Linked DNA regions of Ovis aries: region 2 is linked to region 1. The links are chromatin contacts, called in public Hi-C maps. All regions are on one chromosome and are shown on one strand. Each heading gives the region's core, a stretch centred on a gene start, on an enhancer-like site or on the middle of the called end of the contact. The rest is flanking DNA. Distances are from core to core; before and after follow the strand shown.

Evidence for each region. Hi-C and Micro-C count contacts between places; a contact is called where the count stands out from the background.
Region 2: a contact with region 1 is called in a Hi-C map of liver, with 3 times the contacts expected there. The contact joins the promoter of TAF6 here to the promoter of ZCWPW1 in region 1. A contact is called at or near these places in 4 of 16 Hi-C or Micro-C datasets (hypothalamus, liver, skin fibroblasts and 1 more).

What each region holds. Positions count from the first base shown.
Region 1 is chr24:36,544,438-36,548,754 of ARS-UI_Ramb_v3.0, reverse strand. It overlaps ZCWPW1 (zinc finger CW-type and PWWP domain containing 1), which reads right to left and starts at 2,448. Exons shown (of 17, transcript XM_015104236.4): 1 at 2,293-2,448. It overlaps MEPCE (methylphosphate capping enzyme), which reads left to right and starts at 3,707. Exons shown (of 4, transcript XM_004021019.4): 1 at 3,707-4,317. The coding sequence starts at 4,296.
Region 2 is chr24:36,773,021-36,777,337 of ARS-UI_Ramb_v3.0, reverse strand. It overlaps TAF6 (TATA-box binding protein associated factor 6), which reads right to left and starts at 1,910. Exons shown (of 15, transcript XM_027961724.2): 1 at 1,864-1,910. CNPY4 (canopy FGF signaling regulator 4) reads left to right here and starts at 2,234. Exons shown (of 6, transcript XM_004021025.5): 1 at 2,234-2,417. The coding sequence starts at 2,303.

The sequences.
Region 1 (4,317 bases), core at 1,199-3,698:
AATGCAGAGGACACAGGATTGATCCCTGGTCAGGGAAGATCCCTGACCTGCATGCATGCTGTGGGACAGCTAAGCCCATACACCACAGCTACTGAGCACATGCTCTAGAGGCCAAGAGCTACAACTACTGAAGCCCATGTGCCCTAGAGCCCACGTTCTGCAACACAAAGCCACCGCAAAGAGAAGCACATGCACGGCAACCGGAGAGCAGTTCCTGCTGCCCCAACTAGAGAAAGCCCACGTGCAGAAACCAAGACCCCGTGCAGGCAAACAACAACCACCAAAAAAACCTTTTAAAACATAACTTAAATAAAAAGGATTCCAGTGCTTTCCTGGTGGCTCAATGGTAAAGAATCTGCCCACCAATGCAGGAGACTAAGGTTCAATCCTTGATCCTGGAAGATCCCAAATGCTGAAGACCAACTAAGCATTTGCACCACAACTATGGAGCCTCTGCTCCACAACAAGAGAAGCCATCACGGTGAGAAGCCCACACACAACTAGAGAGTAGCCCCTGCTCACCACTACTAGCGAAAAGCCTGAGCAGCAATGGAGATCCAGAACAGACACAAATAAATAAGTAAATTTAATTTAAAAATAAAGGGATTCCCAGACCAAAATGTTTGAGAGCTGACTTAGCTAAGTAACTTACTTCAGTCTTGTCAGTATTTTTCAAAAAGCCTTAATCCTCCTCCTTCCACTCGGAATGTGTTCACAAATTTCTCCCAAGGATCCAGTTACTCCCTCTTTATATTGTCCCTGGAATCCTTGGTCTAAGAGAACAAAAATAAGCCCTTTAGAATTGCCCTCTAACACAGACTCTGTGAGCCTCAAAAAATTGTATTTAAAAACTATATTTTGAGAAGGAAAAAAGATCAAATTTCTATTCTCACTGAGCTGACATTCTAGTGGGAGTAGTTAGGCAATGATCAAAACAAGTAAATATATATATTGTAAAATAAATAAAGATTATATTTTCAGAGGAAGCACTTTTCTCAGGGTTACCTAAGATGCTGCCTCCCAGGCTTGAGTTCCTCAGAATGTCCACCAAATAAAATATAACTCTCCAAAAAACAATAAATAAATAAGATAAAGACTATATTTTAACTCTCCTTTAAGCTGGAGTTTGATTTCTTTTTGTCTTAATGTCTAATGGTACGTAGATTTCTTCTCATTTTCATGCCTCCATCAATAAGTTTGTTCTTTCCACCTTCCTTCTCTCATGTGCGCTCAGCAAGCATGATTCTAAACTTTTAACAAGACAGAAGGAAAAAAACTGATCCCAGCTACCCTTATTACCCATACTAGGCTGCCTAACAAGACATTTGGGGCTTCCCTGGTGGCTCAGTGGTAAAGAACCCACCTGCCAATGCAGGTGAGGTGAGTTGATCCCAGGGTCGGGAAGATCCCCTGGAAATGGAAATGGCAACCCACTCCAGTATCCTTGCCGGGGAAATCCTGGCAGACTACAGTTCATGGGGTTGCAAAAGAGTCTGACACGACTTATCAATGAAACAAGACATTTACTGTCGTAACTACTTTAAGTAAAACCTTTTACGGAATCTTCAAATTAATGGTGACTAAAGCTTTAAGTTCAGAGAGTGCAAGGAAGCAGAGAGACATGGTCAATTATCACCAAGACAGACTCTTTAGTACCCTGATCTTGGTTCAGACCCTTTCTATCTAACCGCTGAAAAGCTTCCACAGGTGCCCGGAATAATGCCAACCTCAAACTAGCCATTCTGTGTTGCTTTCCAAGGGGCCATGCCCATGAACTCCCAGACCACTGCACCATTTCCCCTCACAGAGTGCTCAGATTTGGAACAATAAAAGGCCTAATCTCACTTTTCAAACCAGAGGGAAGAACTTGGAGACACCCACATTTTTCCTCTTTCCTCACCAATTCTCTCTTAAAAGCACAGCAATTCAGACCGGAGGTACCACAGAGCCAGAAGTCCATGACTCCTCTAAGGGTAAAACAGTGGCTCTCTAACCTCTCCTCACCATCAAGAAACACCCTCCATGAGACAATTTCCCCTCAGCTCCCCCTCCCCATTCCCACCCTCAACACGAGGAGACACCAGGATCCTCATTCTCGCTCAGCTCGACATCGCGCACCGTAATACTGACTTAGTTCTGGTTTTCTCTTTGGAGCAAGTCTGCGGCTAGAGATTCTGAGGAGAGGGATAAGAGCTAGCCATCACCCTGAGGAGAAAACTTTTCCTCAGGCGACAGGTGCCAAGACTGGCCAAGCCTAGAACCTTCAGGTGCAAGCGGAAAAACACCAACTACCTTCTGGTGCGTAGAGGCTCTAAGGGTGAGGAGCAGACAGAGTTACTGCAGCGACTCCACCAGCCGCGCGAACCTCCAACCAGTTTTCCCGCCAACAAGGATAGGCGCGAGGCCACTCGCAAGCTCCACCTCCTCCGGCGGCGTGCTCGCAGGGCTAATGCGCATGCGCAATTGGAGGCCGTTTCTGCCTTTGCGCAGCAGTCATCGCCGCCATCTTCCAACCGAATACCCTATAAAACTACAAATCCCATAATCCCCGTTGGCCTCGCTTTTTTTTTTTTAGGTGGCAGCCGTAGCGCCTGATGTTTCAAGACGCACATCTTCCTTTTACTGACTTCTTTCTCTGCCCCAGACTGCCTTTTCCGTCCTCTTTTCGTGCCCTCATTCGCATTCTTCTTAGTATCCTTCATCCCCTTATTTTGTTATTTTATTTGAGATCTATCCTTAACCCCATTCTCGCCTCTTCCACCCTTTTCTCAGCCACAGGACCCGCACCCCAAGCGCTGTTGGCAAGGAAATCAAGCCACCAAACAAACACCCAGTGGAAAGGCTGTCCAGTAGCTTCCTCCCCATAGGCTAAGGCAGGGAGCCCCCAAAGCGGACCGAAATCTCTTCCTCGCCCACATTCGTTTTTATATAAGGCGGCTCGGAGCCGCAGCGTGTGCTCGGGAAAGCCTGTGTACGGAGTGGGGGGCGGGGGGGGCGGCGGTGCTGGGTGTACTGCTATTGGCAGCTGTAGTGGGCGTCGGATAGCTTGTCTCCGGGCTGGGGGGGCTCGTGCGCTGGCGTCGGGTGGTGGGCGGAGGCATTGGTGCGGGAGGTGGGTGTGGAGGCGGAGAGGGCGTGGTGTCCCCAGGTGATCGCGATCGGGGAGCGAGAGAACGACTCGGCTGTTTAGGGGGAAGAGGAAGTTAAGACAACATCGCCTGTTTTAGTGCTTTTTTTTTCTTTTTCCAGTTCAGCAGAGACTGTTTTCCAGGGGGGGATGAGTTAAAATGATCTATCGTGTTATACTGAGAACAGTTCGTAGGAAGACGGTCAGTATGCTCCGCTCCTTCCCCTCCTCTCCTTTTTAGGTGCACCCCTCCGCTCCCTCGGAAGCCTTTCTAAATAGGTGGGCACCGGGGCGGGGGGGGGGGGGGGCAACTGGGTCATGAATAATTCATACGGACCGCCCCGCCCATTAGCCACGGCCCTCCGAATCGTGCTGACGCATGTTGCGTGTTCCAAACCCTAGGAAGTAACGTAACAGTCCCCGCCCCTAGCACGGAGGGCGGGGCGTCATCTCCAGCACGTGCTGCATCTACCCGCGCAAGCCCAAAAGGGTGTGCGCAGGCGCTGCTCGCTAGGGGGAGGAAGGAGGCGGGGTGGGGAGGTTGCTGGGTTTAGAGCCGGGCGGAGACCGCTGAGACTCATTCCTCAGGAACAAGGGTCGGGTGTCAAGGAGACCTTTTCACACCAGCTCCCCGTCCCCCGCCTACGGTGGGTGGGATCGCGCGGCAGAGACAAAAGGATATCAGTAGGGACGGACATAGCTGCGAAGGGAAGTAGGGTGTCAGTTTGGGGTGGTGGGCTTCTGCGGGTGGGGGGCGGGCTGAGAAGGGCTGTATTTAAACTCCCGGAGCCGTTAAGTTGGTTCGTACTCCGATGCGCGCGCAATCAGGGTGGTGGCGGAGTGCGCATGCGTGATTCCAGGGAGAGAGGAACGCGCCCCAGCCGTGCGCGCTCGCGCCGGAGCGGTAGTGGTAGAGGAGAAAGGGGTCGGCGCACGCGCGGTTGAGTCCTCGAGTTGTTCGGGTCTCGCGGGCATCTTGTTTTGGTCTCGCGGGCGAGTGGGGCGAGCTTTCCGGGGAGGTGCTTGGGCGCGAGACCAGGGGAGACGAGCAGCACTGCGCGCGCACTCGGGGAAGGAGGCGGGGGGAAGGGAGCGTGGTCTAGGAAGGGGGGTTAAGCCCCCGGTGCCCCCCTGGTTGCCCTCGACTGGAACGGAATAAGGGGAGGAAATGATCGAGATGGCGGCGGAGA
Region 2 (4,317 bases), core at 661-3,160, 230 kb before region 1:
CTCTGTCTTACCTGTTACTATAGAGGTTCTCGTCTCGCCCCTCCCCAACTCCTCTCCTTCTCTTGAACCTACCCCAGTCAGGATTTTGACTCCTGCTCTTGGCTTTCCTCCTCCTTCACTAGCCCCTTTACATTGCCTTTGCTGGTTCTTCCTCTTCTCCTCATCTGCCTGATGCTGGAATGCCCTGCCTTTGGTCCTCATATAGCTATGAGGTATACATATTCTCTTGATGACCTCAACCATTCTCACAGCTTTCAGTATTGCATACAGGCTAAGGATGGTAAATTTATATCCCCCACCCAGAACTTTATTCCCAACTCCAGACTTGTATATTTAACTGGCTACTTAAAATTTCTTCTGAACTCAACTCCTGACATCCCCCTCCCCACCTGCTCCAGCCTCAGCTTTCCTCATCTTCATAGCAATGCCATTAACCCAGATGCTTATTCATCATGTGAGCCCTCACCGCAGACCCATCAGGTGATCCGACTTGATCCCTCTGCTCCCACTGCGTGGCCAGCTCACCATTACCCACCTGCTGGGGAACCTTAAGAGCCTCCTGACAAGGTCTTCCTGCTTGCATCCTTGCTCCCTACATCTATTCCCAACCTAGCAGCCAGAATGATTCTGTCAAAATATAAATCAGATTGGGTCATTTCTCTGCTCGAAACCCTGTACTGGCTCCCAGTGTGCCACAGCATGAATACAAAATCCTTATTTCGGTCTTCGGGGTCCTTTATGATTTGCTATCTCCCCATCAAGTCTCTGACCTTTCCTTTCCTTCTTCCACTATGATCCAGCCCCATGGTCCTCCTTGCTGTTCCAAGATGCCAGGCATGTTTTTGCTTTGTGGTCTTGCTCTGTTCCCTCTGCCTGGAATGCCCTTCCCTAGATGTCCCCAGGCTGCCTATTCCCATTACTCTGTTTAATACTGCACCCCACCCCGGCTCTGCCTTTTTTTTTTTTAAATTCCCATGGAATTTAACGTCTGCTGATACATACTGTATTACTTCTTATGCTTCTCACTACATCGCCCCTTCCCTTCTATGTGTGGACAGAGAGCTTTGTTATGTTCACTGATGTATGCAGAGTCCCCAGACAGATACTCAACAAATACCTGCTGAATATATGAGTTGTAAGGCTTAGAGACTAGGAACTCACTAAGGACTCGGTACCATTATTATCGAACAAGACATAGGCCCAAGCTTGGCCATAATGTTCACTTGAACCTGGCATTAGGAAGTCTAATGTCAAAAGTGTTTAGGAGCGACTGCAAGGTGGTGAGGGGCAGGTGTGGGCCTGATGGAGGGGCGAGAAGAGGGGAGGGAAAAACAATTTCGTTCTTCTCAACCCATCCCAGGTCTCCTCCCCCACTTTTATAAATCTTATCTGCAGAGGACACATTTATTCAACACATACTCTAGACCTCGAGCCGAGTAAAGAGGAGGCGGTCGTGTCCCAGTACCCTGATGAGCTCCTACTAATCCTTCGATAGCCCGCGGTACCCTCTGCCAGTGTAAAGGCTCACAAAACACGCCACGGCCTCAGGAAACCTCAGGTCACTGGAGCGGCAAGGAGGCGTCACAGAAGATTAACTTCATCTAGATCCGTGTAGCATTCCCCAGCAGGGAAGCGGGTCGAAGGTTCTCCAGGCAATGGGTACAGCGCGAAAGAAAGCGTACAGAGCCCACCTCATCCCCCAACATCCCTCCAGTGCAAACACACAGAGCCCCCACGCACACGGACACTCAACCAACCGTCCCCCTCTGGGTCCCCACACGGGCCCTTCAAAGAGTCTAGACCCGGGTACCACTCAGACCCGCCCCCGCCAGCCGAACGCCCAGCGCAGGAAAAGCCTCTCACCGCCGCCAAAGCGCCGCTCACCCGGCGCTCGGCGCCATATTGGCCCCGCCCCCTCCGGGAGCAGGTCCTGGCAGAGACCGAGAGCGGGTCCCTTGCCCCTTCCCCGAGCCGGAGTGAGCTCCCTAGTCTCAGAGCCTGAAATGATATAAAAACGGTGTCTCTATGCTTGCGTGTAAGGAGCACACTCTCTTGCTGTAATTACTTCAGTTTATTCTTTCACTATGCGGCGGCCAGGACCTGCGGGAGGCGCCACAAAACCAGGTGGGGAAGCCCAGAGCGCAGCGAGGCCCCGCCCTCTTTCGAGGCGGCACTGCGCGTGCGCCTCCCGTGCCAGGCTGGATTAATGTTGCCGCCGACCGCCTGGCGATTTAAAGGGCCCGCTGCCTGCTCGAAGTTGGTTTGAAAGCAAGGGGTGGTTAGCTGTGGACGGCACTTGGTCATGGGACCTGTGCGGTTGGGAACGTTGCTTTTCATTTTGACTGTGTACGGTGCTTGGGCTGGGACGCCGAAGGAGGAGGACGATGACACAGAACGCTTGCCCAGCAAATGCGAAGGTATCTAAAGGGAGTAGCCCCTATTCGCATCCTTCTGCCCTACCTCCTTCGTCTGGGCCAGACCAAATGGAACGTGATGGGTGGGTCACTCGACCTCCTTGAGGACCTGAGGAAGGTTCTGATGGAGCCTGGTGGAATTCGAATGGGGCCAACAGAGGGAACGCATAGCGCTACCCCCAAACTATGGCACTCCAATTCCCATGAGACATCCAGAAGGGGGGTGGGGGGGTTGCCTGCTTTTTCTTGCTGGTTTGGGCCCCAGTGGCTTGTGGGAATTGTAGTTCAGACTATCGGCCCGATCGCCCACTCCAGTCAGCATCTTCTCTGTGTGTGTGCGTGTGTTTCCCCCAAAGGACCAGAGCTAAATCTGAAGATCCTGCAGGAGTGAGCTGTCAGGCTCATTACCTTGTAGATATCCTCTGCTCCACCCCAGCAGAGACGCTCCCAAATTACAGGCCCTACGCCCTCCTGCGGGGGTTTGAGAGTGAATAAATCAGGCTTTGAAGCTCATAAAAGACAGAGGTGGCCAAACAACTGGGAGAGGTTCCGCATAACTGTGAGGCTTTGCAGAGCGTCTGCACTGTGTGGATTTTTCATCGAGCAGCATCTTCTGTAGCTGCATCTGTGGGACCAGCTGGGAGGGGGCACTTCAGAGCTGAGCCGCGGAGTGCCCTGGTTCCCTAGTTGGTTGCCTTCTTGGCTTTAATTTCTTCCTGGATTCTATTCCCCTTTGCCTTACTCCACCCTGCATTTCAGTATCAGTGTTCTTCATGACATGGTCCTAACCGCTCCTTTCCTTTCATTTGTGTTCTCACTCTTAACCTGCTACACCTGTCAAGTCTTTCTAAACACAGGCTCAGTTGAGTCCCTCCTTGCTTTAACACCTCTTCAGGCCTCCTGCTGTGATTAGACTCCACGTTTTTGGCACATCATTCAAGTCTCTTTCTTTCTTACAAGCCTCCATCTTTCTTACATTTCCATACCCTATCTCCCATCCCCAAAGTGCCCATGCTTCAGCCACACTGAACTTCTCAGTGGTCACTGAACCTGCCTGGTCCTCTTGCTCCTCTGTGCCATTGCACTTTGTTTTTGTCCTTTGCCTGGAATGATCCACACTCTTCTGTACTTGGTTCTTCAACATCCAATTTAAGTCACCACCTTTGGAAGCCTCCTTCCTTATCTGTCACCTCTCACTGTATTGGAGCGAAGGAGAGTACCTATATCTCCCCGGTCCTAGCATAGTGCCATAGGCATATGTGAGATACTTTTGTTACTTGCCCCTGTGGTGAGTTTGCTTGGCACTTCTGCGTAGGCCACTCCTTTTCTTGGGACCCACTGGTACTGGAAAGACAGTGGTAGAAGAGACACAGTGCTCATCCTTGAGGAGATCCCAGGCTAGTAGGAAGTCAGTGAATGACCATTGAGGGAATTTTGCATTTCCTAGTGAGATTAAGTCTCTTGGTTTTATCTCCGTCCCCTCCCCACCCCAGTGTAGGGTCCATTACAAAATATTGTCATCGTCTTTTTATCTGTCCCCAGTGACACTGGCACTGTCCTGTAGATAGGGGTCACGGGTCTGTTGCTCTCTGTATTGCTATTGTGTATCCAGAAGGAGCTCAATAAATAACTGCAGGAAACAGCAAACAGTTATGCAGTGCTCACCATCTTCCAGGCACTATTCTAGGGGCTTTACATAGATTGATTTAATCCTCACCACAGCCCTGTGATGGAGGCACTTCATTTTAGAGGTGAAGAAACAAGACCCAGCAGGATTGTCACCCAGCTACTAAGTGGCTGAGTCAGGATTCCAGCCTTACCAGTCTGGCCCCAGGGCCTGCACCCATAACCACTGTGGCTCTGCTGCCATTTACAGAATGAGGTGCTGGTATGTTTGTTTATT